Regions from separate parts of the Lactuca sativa genome. Here region 1 is linked to region 2. Evidence: chromatin contacts called from public Hi-C data. All regions are on one chromosome and are shown on one strand. The core of a region is the stretch at or near the end of the contact, and the rest is flanking DNA. Distances in the headings are between cores, read along the strand shown. Region 1 holds the start of LOC111905713. Region 2 holds the start of LOC111905716.

Evidence for each region. Hi-C and Micro-C count contacts between places; a contact is called where the count stands out from the background.
Region 1: a contact with region 2 is called in a Hi-C map of leaf, with 6 times the contacts expected there. The contact joins the promoter of LOC111905713 here to the promoter of LOC111905716 in region 2. A contact is called at or near these places in 2 of 4 Hi-C or Micro-C datasets (bud and leaf).

What each region holds. Positions count from the first base shown.
Region 1 is chr2:216,740,615-216,747,031 of Lsat_Salinas_v11, forward strand. It overlaps LOC111905713, which reads right to left and starts at 1,420. Exons shown (of 4, transcript XR_006188564.2): 1 at 682-1,420.
Region 2 is chr2:216,466,617-216,472,977 of Lsat_Salinas_v11, forward strand. LOC111905716 reads right to left here and starts at 2,065. Exons shown (of 3, transcript XM_023901438.3): 1 at 1,560-2,065; 2 at 1,083-1,460; 3 at 48-855. The coding sequence starts at 1,979. The coding sequence ends at 229.

The DNA of each region.
Region 1 (6,417 bases), core at 170-2,669, 270 kb after region 2:
ACGCTTTTAAAAGCGATTATGTTGATTTGAGTCAAAAGCCCACTTGCAGATAACAAAAGAGAAAGCTAAAAAGAAAAGAAAGAAAGCAAATTCCAACACGATTAAAGCCGAACAAACCAATTCAAAGTTTTTTTCATGCATAAAACACACACAGGAACACAGGGTGTCGACTCCTTTTTTAGCTATTAGATTCGGTTCATTTCATAATAACCTGCTTTTTTTACACTTCATTTTCTGAATTATTCTATTTTTAAAGTGTTGACTCCTCGTTCTTCACCATTTAAACGTTTTTTTTCACCAAAATCTGTAGTTGTTGCTTCTTATTACATTGCATCTGGACTTCTCTTAATTACCTCAATAATTGAAAAGAGAAACAGAGTAGTTCAAGGGTCAACCAAATCCAACTATCAAGAACCTTAGAATGACAAAAACGCGTAAAAAACACATAGACAACGTTATTTCTAATACAGAAGAAAGACCCAGATCAATCAAAAAGGAACTTGAGCACTTGACATTATATATACAAGAAAGAAGCAAATGAATCTTGATTTTAGTCGCTAAAAATTAAATCTTGAGAGGATTTATCATGGTTTTGAGTATGAAAGATGGAAAGATCCAAATGGGTATGTGTATAAAGTTATATAAATGGAATCTTGGAAGCTGAGTTTGGTGAGTACTTACTTGTTGCCCTTGATCTTAAACCAAGCTTCAGCGCAATGTTTATGAGCAGCAGCTAAATCATCTTTACAAGAACAACCTAACTCAATGGGAATCCCATTTTCAGATTCTGGATTGGTTAAATCAAGACTCAAATGACAAATTCTACAATCCCTTTCAATTTTTGACAAATGTACCTTACTGCCCCCATCACCATGGACCCCACCACCACCACCGTTTTCCAGATCCACCACCGAGAAATCTGACACAGAGGATTGCCTCCCTTTCTCCTCCTCCTCCGAAGATGATGACGACACAACACCTACAATCTCAGTGGTGACTGTAGTACTTTCTTCACTAGCATCCGATGACCGTGAGCTACGGTCTCCGACACTGGTGGTGATTGATTGACGATGGGTATGGTTTCCGCCGCCTCCACCGGCCTCCAAATCGAGATGGGTTTCTTGCAAAGTTGCCATTTTTGGAGATCAAGAAAAGAGAAGTTGTTTTTCATGTAATGGATTCGTGAAACTGAGACCATGAATGCTTGAGGGCACCCTTGATCTCTTTCTCTCTCACTCTCGCGTTCTGTTCAAAGAGCTCTTTCCCCTTTGGTTATTAATAAATCAGGTGATAGCCATGGTTGGGAAGAGAGAAAGCTTCAAAAATACCGATGAATCTATGTAAGAATTAAATAGTAGCACACACAACAGGCAACAGCACAGTAAACAGAGAGGGGGGAAAGAAAGATTTAATTACTCGTGATTTTGCCTCCTCCAAGTTTTTTGCTTAATTTATCATCCACTAGAATAAGATTGATTCCCTCAATTTCCTATCGTTTATTACAAAAAAAACAAAAAACTTAAAAACTCTTATATATAACCGAAACCTAAAAACCAATATAAACCGAATGATATACTATTAATTATTTGGTGTAGATTATTCGGTTAACCCGAATCAATCTTATTTGGTTTTTTTAGGTTAATTTTCAATAATTTAGTTAATCTTATATTTAAAATTTTATAACTATGGAATTTAGTTTGCATTTGTCAAAGGTTACTGATGTAACGAAATGCGCGAAGGAGTTTAGAATGATCAGGCTTCAAGTTGCTAAAGAGGGATCTTTTGGTTGATGAGCGTAGGTCAAAATGTAAGTTATAACCGTTTATCTATCAGCAATCAATTTTTTTTTTAATATTTTGTTTATATTAGAAAAACTCTTACAATTTCAGTTATCTTTCACATTAACCTAAATATCCATGTTTTTTAAAAAATTACCGATTGTTTTGTGACTATTTTGTGGCATGATATTTATCTTTTTCGTTTTTAGGTTAGCATATAACAAAAATAAATGGAGTTGCATATTGTTTAAGGTAAAACATAAGAAATATATAATTTACTCAACGACTATTTGCTTAAGCAAAAATAAGTGACATCGTTTATTTTTTTCTATGTCAATCTAAAAAACGGACAAGGTAAATGTCATGTCACAAAACAACCCGATAACTTGTTAAAAAATGAATATTTTGGTAAATTTGAAACAAAACAACCTGATAACTTGTTAAAAAATGGATATTTTGGTAAATTTGAAAAGTAATTGAAAATATAAGGGTTTTTGCTGCATATAAATAAAATATATTGGTTTTTACGAATGCTGGTAGATAAATAGTTGTGCTTTTTTGTATTTTGTCCTGTAATTTTCATGTATATTTGATCGCAACAAAAATTTAAGGAGAGTCATAAACTGGCAACCCATGATAGGCTCACGATTACGGTCATATGCCCAAGTTAGATGGTATAAACTCAAGAGTGTACAGTGGTTGTTATGACTTTACTTAACTCTCCCATAAAGGTGATATTGATAGTGTTGGTATAAGATGACAATATATGTGGTGTAAAAAACAATGACAAGATGTGTTTCTGACAAATATGTGTGTGCTCCTTGTAGGAGGTAGATGGAGCACGGTCGTATGGTGGTTGTAGAGGCTCATGTCGCTAATGGATGTCTACGGTTAATGGTTGGTATTTTAGCGAATCGCGATTAAGAGTTAGACACTTGGGTGAGAGTGTTTGTTGTCTTAACCTTCCAAGCTAGAGTGTTATTGATTAGTGTGGTCGACAACTCTCATGAGAGAACAATCACTCACATCTTAGTAAATGAAACCACACATAACCCATGACATGAATAATAAGACTTCGGAAATCACCATTATGGGCCCTAGAAGAAACTCGAGGATAGTCAGGCTTCCATATTCACTCTCAAAGTAATGCAATATCCACTTAACAGTGGAGGAACCCAAATGTCGAATCATAGCGCGATTTGCAAGCTTTCTAATGTAGATATAGATATGAAATTTACTTTGCGAATTTTCTAATGTTAACATTCAGCAAGTTGTTAAAATAGGTATTGGTTTCTTTTACAAGTTCAAATTCTTGCTTTTAATAGTAAACAAGTGTTAAAGTTGATCACACTGCATTTTATTAAACATCCCCATTATCCAATAAAAAAATTGGAAATTAATATTTATTTGGTTTGCCTAGTTAATTAAACCGAAACTAAACAACAAACCGATTCAACTAAGTCTTACTTGGTTCATTTACGATTAGTTTAATGATGTTAAAACTCGATTAAACCAAAATACAATTAAACTATGTCAAACACCCCCCCCCCCCCAAATACACACACATTACATGAAATACATATAAAAATATATAAACATGATAATGGTCATTTAATATAAAGTAATTACATGAATCATCCTTGTGGTATGTTCTAATATGCATGTTTTATCTCTAAGTTTTGTATTTTTCACTCAGCCCGTCCTTAATTAGTTTTAGACTTACACGTTTTATCTCTGAACATCATATAAAGATGTTTTTTAGGAGTATAAATATGTATTTTGAAATAAAAATACATATTTATATATTAATACTTCTAAAAACTTAAAAATACATATGTATATTTTTTATACTTCTTAAAGCATAAAAATGCATATTTATACTTCTAAAGAAGTATATATATATATATATATATATATATATATATATATATATATATATATATATACTTCTAAAAAACATAAAACTATGTATTTGTGTGTTTAAGTATGTATTTTCACGTATTTATGCTTCTTAGAAGTATAAATATGTATTTTTATGTTTTTAGAAATATAAATGCATACTTATATGTTTTTAGAAGTATAGATTCTTTTTTAGAAACATTCAAATGTATTTTTATGTTTTTTAGAAGTATAATTACATTTTTATGAATATAAATACATATCTATACTTATATAGAAGTATACATATGTATCATTTATATTTTTAGAAGTATAGAAGTATAAATATGTATTTTTTTTTTCGTTTTTATAAGGATAACTTTATAATGCATAAAAACATGCATATATACTTCTACAAAATATATTAATATTAAAAAAACACGCGTTTGATTGATACACTTCTAGTTACGTAAATATAGTTATGTGTGTGTGTGTGTATATATATATATATATATATATATATACTTCTAAAAAATATATTAATATTTTGAAAAAAAAACATAAAATACGTATTTATACTCCTCATAACAAATATTTACAATGTTTATCATATATATTAATATTTTGAGAAAAAGAAAACTTAACGGTTTTTTTTCTGTAAATTTGATTTCATGGTAACTTGTAAATCTATAATTGCTATTACATGTAACAAGTGTAAAAAAAAAACTTTACGTTTTAAGGAACAAAAAATCATCATAGAAATAAAACCAGTAATATTTGACAAACTTACTTTAATGTCGAAAAGCCTAAAAAAAGATTTTTATGTGTTTTGGGTGCATTTTGGAAGAAAGAGAAGTACAATCTTGTTGATTGTTGAAGCTCGAGCTTGTGGATCCATAACCTACATTGCTTCTCTCAACTCTAGAAGGTATAAAGCTGGAACCTTGATGATTCACTTGTTAGATCTAGCTAGTTTTGTGAATTGAATAATCACCTAATTTTTAAATGAAGATTTTTGGTTGAATTTTGGGGCATTACATGTTGGTATTAGAGCCCTGGTTTGAGAGAATTGAATGAACATTCATGTGAATCCAGACTCAAACTAAGGATTTGTAAAAGTTTTCAAAATTGATTTCAAAATTATTTTTAAAAGTAACCAAGGAAACATGAGATGTGTACGATCAGCCGGAGTAGGAAAGTATACCTCAAATTACCCATGTTGTTGATGATTATGATATAACATCATGCTAGTAGTAGGTTATGGATCTTCAGGAGTTGCATGATAGAATGGTCTGATGTATGATGCTTGATAGCCTTGGAGAACTTCGTGTATGTTAGATGGAATTGACACAATTATTGTAGTTGCTTAGTGTGTACATCATAGTTGTACATAACTAAGATTTTATAGCCTGAGAATGTTTGATTTAGCTTTATTTCATGTTTCTTGTTTAGTTGAGGGCTTAGGGTACACTCAAGTATTCGACCGTCTATGGAATCCAATGTTATGTATGATTAGCATGCTCGAGTGGTTGCAGGGTTGGTGGAAGTTCTATGAGTGTGTGATGGTAGCAAGCCAACTTGAGGGATGATTATACACTCTCGAGAAGGTGAGTATAGGATGTATGTGTATCCTATTCGTGTGTTTTTGTATTCGGGTGGTCTGTGACAAACCATTGAGAAAAATACAGGTAGGTGTGGAAAGTAGTGTGTGTCCGTACTACTGGAATCATAAGACCCATACGCGTAACAAGGAAGTTACAAACCCAGAGGGTTTAGTTTTCTATAATGGTTGTAATATCATGAATTGTGGCATTTCTGATATATTTTGGTTCATTTTCAGTATGGTGTTCACGAGAGGATCTTGTTCAGGAGTTGGCGGCCCGGAGAGGCCAGATTTGACAGTTGATGACATCCGCAAGTTGATACCAACTAAGGCAGCTGTTGTTGCTGCTACATATGTTGTTGTTGTGGGGGTTCAAGGGAGAGGATCATTCCAGTATCAGGACTTCAGCAACACGAAACCTTTGGAGTTTGACAGGGTCAAGGACCCGATTGTGGCTATGAGGTGGTTGTTCGATGTGGAGGGTTGTTTCTTTACTTGTTCCTGTCTGGAGGACTGGAAGGTCAGGTGCACCCCGAACCTTCTTCGTCTGGGTGCGAAGGACTGGTGGAACCTGGTGAGTGGTTCTTATACTCCAGAGCAGAGGGTTGATGTTACTTGGGGGCAGTTTTGGGAGATGTTTTGCACGAAGTATGTTCCTTTGGTAGAGAGAGAGAGAGAGAGAGAGAGAGAGAGAGATGTTTGCCCAAGAGTATCTGGCGTTAAGGAAGACGTCAAAGTCGGTGACTGAGATTACCAAGATGTTTATTGAGAGAGCCCTTTTCTGTCCTGAGTATTCTGCATCGGAGCAGGCCCAGAGGGCGCGGTACTTGAGCATGTCCAAGATGGAGATTCGATAGTTTGTGTTTACCCTAAATAACATGGCATATTACGTTTCTCTTAATGACATATCCGTGTCGGGAGCCCAAAGCGGACACAATATTGTGATACGTGCCAAATGGAGATGTTACCACTTACACTCAGGAAAATACTAAATGAAACCTCCAATAGTTAAATAAACACATATCATTATTGCATAATACCAAAATTAGATAATTGTGTATAATTTTTATCGAACATTCTAAAAATAATAAGTTAGACTAATCAATCATAAGGTTTTCCTAAAATTTAGGGGAAATATAAGGTTTTTTAGAAATAACC
Region 2 (6,361 bases), core at 815-3,314:
TGTAGAAGAGATTTTCTAAAATCATTACGATCAATCTACTTTATCTATTATGGCACAACAAAAATAAACATATCATTTAGGTAAATAAACTTTTAGTAAAGAATCCGACTAACATCCTATATAAGATCGTCTAAGAGCACAAGCTCAAACGATTCACTATCTATAAATATTATACAACTTGTACAATAAAATATGTACAAAACATGATATAATCAAACAACAACAATGTCACAAGTCCCCAAAACCATCGGAATCAATCGCCACAATCTTATGAACACCAAACCTAGACGAATTTCCTCGGCTCCTGGAGGCAAACTTGGTGCTTCCAATAAATTTGTCACCACTCGTGGCATCATGAACAATTTGCTTATCATCCTCCTTCTTCAAGTCACTTGGTGGCAAGAAACAGTCATTTGAAAGACCCTTTATGTTGAAATCCACCTCCTCAATCGTCCAAATCTCCTCCATTTTTGTCTGTGAATGGCTTTCAGAGTCCTCACCAAATCTAAACAATGAAACCGTGGTTTGACCACCGTGAGCTATGTTGACTCCATCGATGGTCCGGTAGTCTTGGATTAGTGACTCCATGGTTGTCTCCCAAAACACACTATCACTTCCAGGTGTGTTTATTCTTATGAGATGTGAATCTTTAAGTTGGTATAAAAGACCTGTTTTTTGACTAAAATACCCCCAAATTGTGTGCTTCATGATCTCTACGTTTGTACTGCTTCGTATTTTTAGAGTCGAAAGCTCGGCTTCCAGCTTTAACACAAAGCAATCTTCCCCATTGATTGTCTTCTCCCCTATGCAAATCGAATTGTTGAACAAATTTGCGGTTGACTTTGGGTCAAGACCCTGTAAAAATCAAGAGTTGACTTTAATTAGACATGAGATTGGAACAATTAGCAGCTAAGACGTGTGAAAGACGTGCTCCACTACTAACGATCATGGTTGGCTGATTGAAATGGGACCCAGTTTTGGAGAAATTAGAGTGATCAATTTGGGTGGCAAAGACTTTGGTAATTTTCTTTTCCTAAAAGTCAAAGTTAAATTAAAGACCAAGTTTCAAAATTGAATTTTACCTGTAAGGAACGACGAAGAGGTCTGGGGGGGCCTCTAGATGCATGAGAATGGTGCCACGGTGTCTGTCGCCACGCCACCTTCCCGTCGCTGCCGGCGCTGATTTTGTAGCCGGAAAGAACCAGTTCTAGAGACCAAAGGTCCGGTCTTTTTTGCCATAACACAAACCCACCCATCTCACCGCCGCCGTTTTTAATGTTTTTGGCCTTCATCGCCTTACCACCACCGCAGTTCATAGTTACTCCGTCTTCGGCGATGCACTCTGACGCCACCATCTTCACCGTCCCTACGGCGTACATGTTTTGAACTAAATTCAACGCCCTTTCTCCTCCCGCCGCAGCTACATATTGTTGCACGATGTATTTAGCCATTGAAGCCTCCTACATAAGTCAGATTCAATACTTCATTAGCACCAATCAACAAAGAGAAAACTAAATTACATATTCATTCAATTCAAGAAATCTTGGAATTGGACTTACGATGGGGTTATCTGGATTGATAATGTTGGGGTGGCCAGAAGAGATGGGAAGAGGGACGAGGGGAGCTCCGACGACTCCGAGCAAGAGCTGAATTTCAGCGTTCCGACCACCGTAGTCAGAAAATTGGCGTCTTTGATCGGTGGAATGAGGTTTCATCCACGATTTCAAGGTTTTCCAAGAGTTGGTGTTGTGGTTGATCTTGCTATCATCGAAGGTTTCCTCCGGTATCGGAACTTCGAGCACTGTTTCAAGAGCATCTTCGTTGTCTACGTTTGGGCACAAGGTCCTCATCATCAGGTTGAGAGAGAGAGAGAGAGAGAGAGAGAGAGAGAGAGAGAGAATTGAAGTGGGAACTAGTAAAGGGGGAGTGTCTTGGGTTCGAAGGGATAAATAAAGAGTGGAGAATGACCAGCCGACCATCGGCCGTCGTTCTAACGTGCAACCTTTTTGTCTAATCACTAATGTCGTGTCCGCACGCTCACTCTTTTTCTTTTTCTGTTTCTCCCCTTCACCAAAGTCTTTCCTTTTTCTTTGTTTTATAATCTTTATCTTTCACAAATAAGTGGATTAAATTTACATCCAGATTCTTTAATTATAAAAATTAAGATCCTTTATTAGATTTAAATTTTAAACCCAAATCCTGTTGATAATGCATCTGACCCGGTTAATCTAGATTAGAATTGACAATGATACAAACATTCTTCTTTTATATATATATATATATATATATATATATATATATATATATATGATTGAGATCGGTTGAGAACTCATAGTTTTCCGAGAATCCGAGAACTAAAAGTGGAGCGTTTGATCAAAATTAATTCATTAAGGACATAACTGTGATCTTACCAATCTCAATTAATGTTTAATTTTTTGTGTTATTTAACATATTAATATAAATGTCTAAAAATTTACATCATAAATCAAATTTTCATATTTTTTATAAAATAGTATTTTTCGTTTTTTTTAGAAAATGCAGATTTTTTTTTATAGAAAACATGAATTGTTGAAAAAAAAAATTGAAAAAATATTTTTTTAAAAAAACTATAATTTTTTCAAAAACCTACAATTTTTTAAAAAAAGCTGCATTTTTAAATAAAAAAGCTGCAAATTTTTCAAAAAAACTGCATTTTTTTAAAGTAATTTTTTAGGTGCATATTTGCATATTTTTTAAAATGCACATATGTAAATTTCTTATACTATAATATTCGTAAGTAAATCACAACAAATCTCATATTTATTAATTAATTTATAAACATAATAGTACAAGTATTTTATTCGATACAAAATAAAATATAAAAAATAAAAAATGTTACAAATTTCAAAACGTTTTCATATCTTCATGTCAATATTTCCATATTTTCTTCAATTTACCATTTTTCATCTCTTCAATATTCACCACAATTTCTTTCAAATCTACAAGAAAAAAAAACGGTTGATGCAAAAACACTCATAAAAATACATATGTGATTTACATTTGAATCACATGTAATTCATATGAGAATTACATGTGAATCACATCTAATTCATATATGAATTACATCTGATTCAAATGTGAATAACATATGATTTACATGTGAATCACATCTACTTCATATATGATTTACACGTGATTCATATGTGAATAACATGTGATTTACATGTGAATAACATATGATTTATATGTGAATAACATGTGAATCACATGTAATTCATAAGTGAATAACATGTGATTTACATGTGAATAACATGTGATTTGCATGTAATTCATATGTTAATTACATGTGTATCACATGTGATTCATCTGTGATTTACATGTGAATCACATGTAATTTACTTAATAAGGTTCGAAAAAAATCAAGAAGAGAATTAAAAAAGTTACACAAGGTATTTTCTAGAAGGTTGTCATTGTTGGTTCCAACATCAATCATGATAGGAAGAACCTGTTACAATACAAAAAAAGGAAAAAGATATATGTTTGCAAGCGAGAAATTTTTGAAATATGTATATATTGAGATAGATAATGTGCAAACATTACCCTTAATGTGTAATAAAAGGAGGTACATACCAAAGTGAATGGCCAACAACAATCAATACTTTACCATAAGCTCACTAAGTAACTCCTTAGGTGTTGCAGTTGCAAAGTATAATTAACAATAAAAAAGGAAAAGGAAAAGTATGAAATATCATATAATTTAAAAATTTTAACCCTGTAAATCTTTCATATTGTTCTTAAGCCTACCCTATAAACATTTCCACCCCTGTAACAATTTTGGCTCCACATTCTCCTGCTTCCCTAAGTAATCTGGTAATTTTAGGTGTGTAAACAACATCAAATACCAATGCATACTTTTTTTACCAGTGGACTGTACCACTCTATGCATATATGATCCTTATATGAAGTACACCAAATTACATCATGCTTGAGGGAGGAAATGGAAATAAAATTAAATCTGTAAAAACTTTTTTAAGTGATTTTGTATGTGGTAGATGGTCTTAGATCATGTAGTGCATATTTTAGCAATTACAGTCAGTAGTTAGGATATTGATAATCTATTGGGCTGTCCTTTTGGAAATGGTCTAGGTTGTAAATCCGGTTTGCTTGCATTTGTATTTTGTTAGAGTGGTAATTTGGGGATCTTATTTTATTAAGAATTATCTAGTTGAAGCTTTGGCTTTTCCTAGCATTTTTTCAAAATGATATAAAAATACTTTACCTGAGGGTTTTGTAAGTTGAATCCTATAAGATTTCTATCAGTTGTTACAATAACCATCAAAGGATGTCTCATTGTAACTTGTAAGTCCATAACAACAATCAAGCAGTTGTGTGTGGACTGGATTCTGTTGTCTCAAATCCCAATACCTAAAAAAGATGACATAGCATAAAAACATATAATACCAAAAACTAAAAAAGAGACATAAGCACAAACAATATAACAATATATCATTTTGAACAGATTACTTACTTGCAAAGATCATCAGTTTCTGCCATTTCAGAAAGATTAAGAGAATTGGCTTTAGCAAGATATCTAGAATGAAATGAGTATTCTTCAGCAACAGAAAGTTTTGGGCCTCCAAGATCACCAAACCCTAACATTTTAGCAAAATTAAATCCATTTTGTGCTCAAGCAGTTCTTTCCCATTGTTCCTTACGCATTTGATCAAGATCTTTAATTATAGACATAAAAGAAGGATCTAAATACTCGATCAAGACTCTTAAGCTGAAAGAAAAGATAGCTTGCATATGCCAAATTCAACAGCATGATCATTTGTTTCAATATCAAACATTATCTCCTACATAAGAAATTTCACCAAAAAAACGTTAGGGTAAAAATGTTGTTGTAAACATAAGTGCTTTTGTATAAATTTCCCTATTGAAATATATGTAGTGTAAATTGCTAAGTGCATTCATATATACAACCATACAAATGAATAAATGAGTGATTCCAGAGATCTGAATTCCACCATACAAAGGAATGGAATCAGATTCCAAAAGGGTGAATTGCCTGGTTGAAATGTTGAACTGTTGGATAATGCACAATGCCACCAGTAAAAAAAGCACAACCAATAACTAACAGCATGTTTGATAAGGTGGATCCTAACAATGATTGTTGAACAACCTTATCTGTAACAAAACCTTATCTGGTCACCCAAAGAAACCTTTAACTTATGTGAAGAACATAAATACTAAAATAAACATTCAGAATATGAGATTAATGATTTACCTTATTGTAGTTGTGGGCACTTGATTGTCAGGGTTTTCATTTCGATTTATTGGTGGTTATATGTGGTATAGATCCGGTTAGGTCGATTTGGCAATAGATGCTTGTACAATCAAATACTTGATCAACATAGGATCGTCTTCTCTAATCAAAGGCCGATTTGGCAGTGGAAGCTTCTCTAATCAAATACTCGATCGATCTTCTGAAATACAGTGGAGATGCGAATTTCATTTCATTTTTTATAGAGAAGTCTGCAAACCTAGATTCATCAATATAAAGACGATGAGTGAAGACATTTAACTCCTTCTCAGACTTCATTGATAACCAGATACAAACGCAATAAGATCTATTATGGGAGGTGATTACAATGTAGGTTTTAATGGAGGCAGATATGGTGTAGGTTTAGGAGGAGACGATGGTGGTGATGTTGTTTTTAGGGAAGATCGGCGTACTCGATTCTCTCCGATGTTATCCTGATCAAATGAATCGTTGTCTCGAAGGCATAAAGATGTGTGTGTGTGTTTATGTTTGCGAGGGAGAAAAAGAAGGGGGAGAAGATGAGGAAGCCGATCAATTGATGGGGGTGACGATTATCGGAGGCGGCCATGGATTTCAAACGGTGGCTTCATCCAACAATCAATGATGAAGACGTGATGTAGGTGTAGAGAGAGAGAGATGCAGGATGAAGAGAGAGAGAGATAGGGCCAAATTTAATGTGATTAAATCTGAAAAGGGTGAATCAATTACACTGTCCCAAAAATACCCATGATTCTTTTTAATAAGATGCCCCCGTCCATTTTTATTTTCACATATTTACATATATACCACAAATCATCCTACCCCTCTATTATTTTAATTTACCGATCATTGTTTAGTTCTCAGGTTCCAGTAAACTTTGAGTTCTCAAATGATCCTTCCTCTCTCTCTCTCTCTCTCTCTCTCTCTCTCTATATATATATATATATATATATATATATTGTGCGGACGTGTGAACATGTGGACAATATTATTCTATGAGAATTATTAAGAGTATAAGTTTTTTAGTAATATGAATACGTTCAACCTCACACAACTATCGTCATTTTCATGCATTCTCAC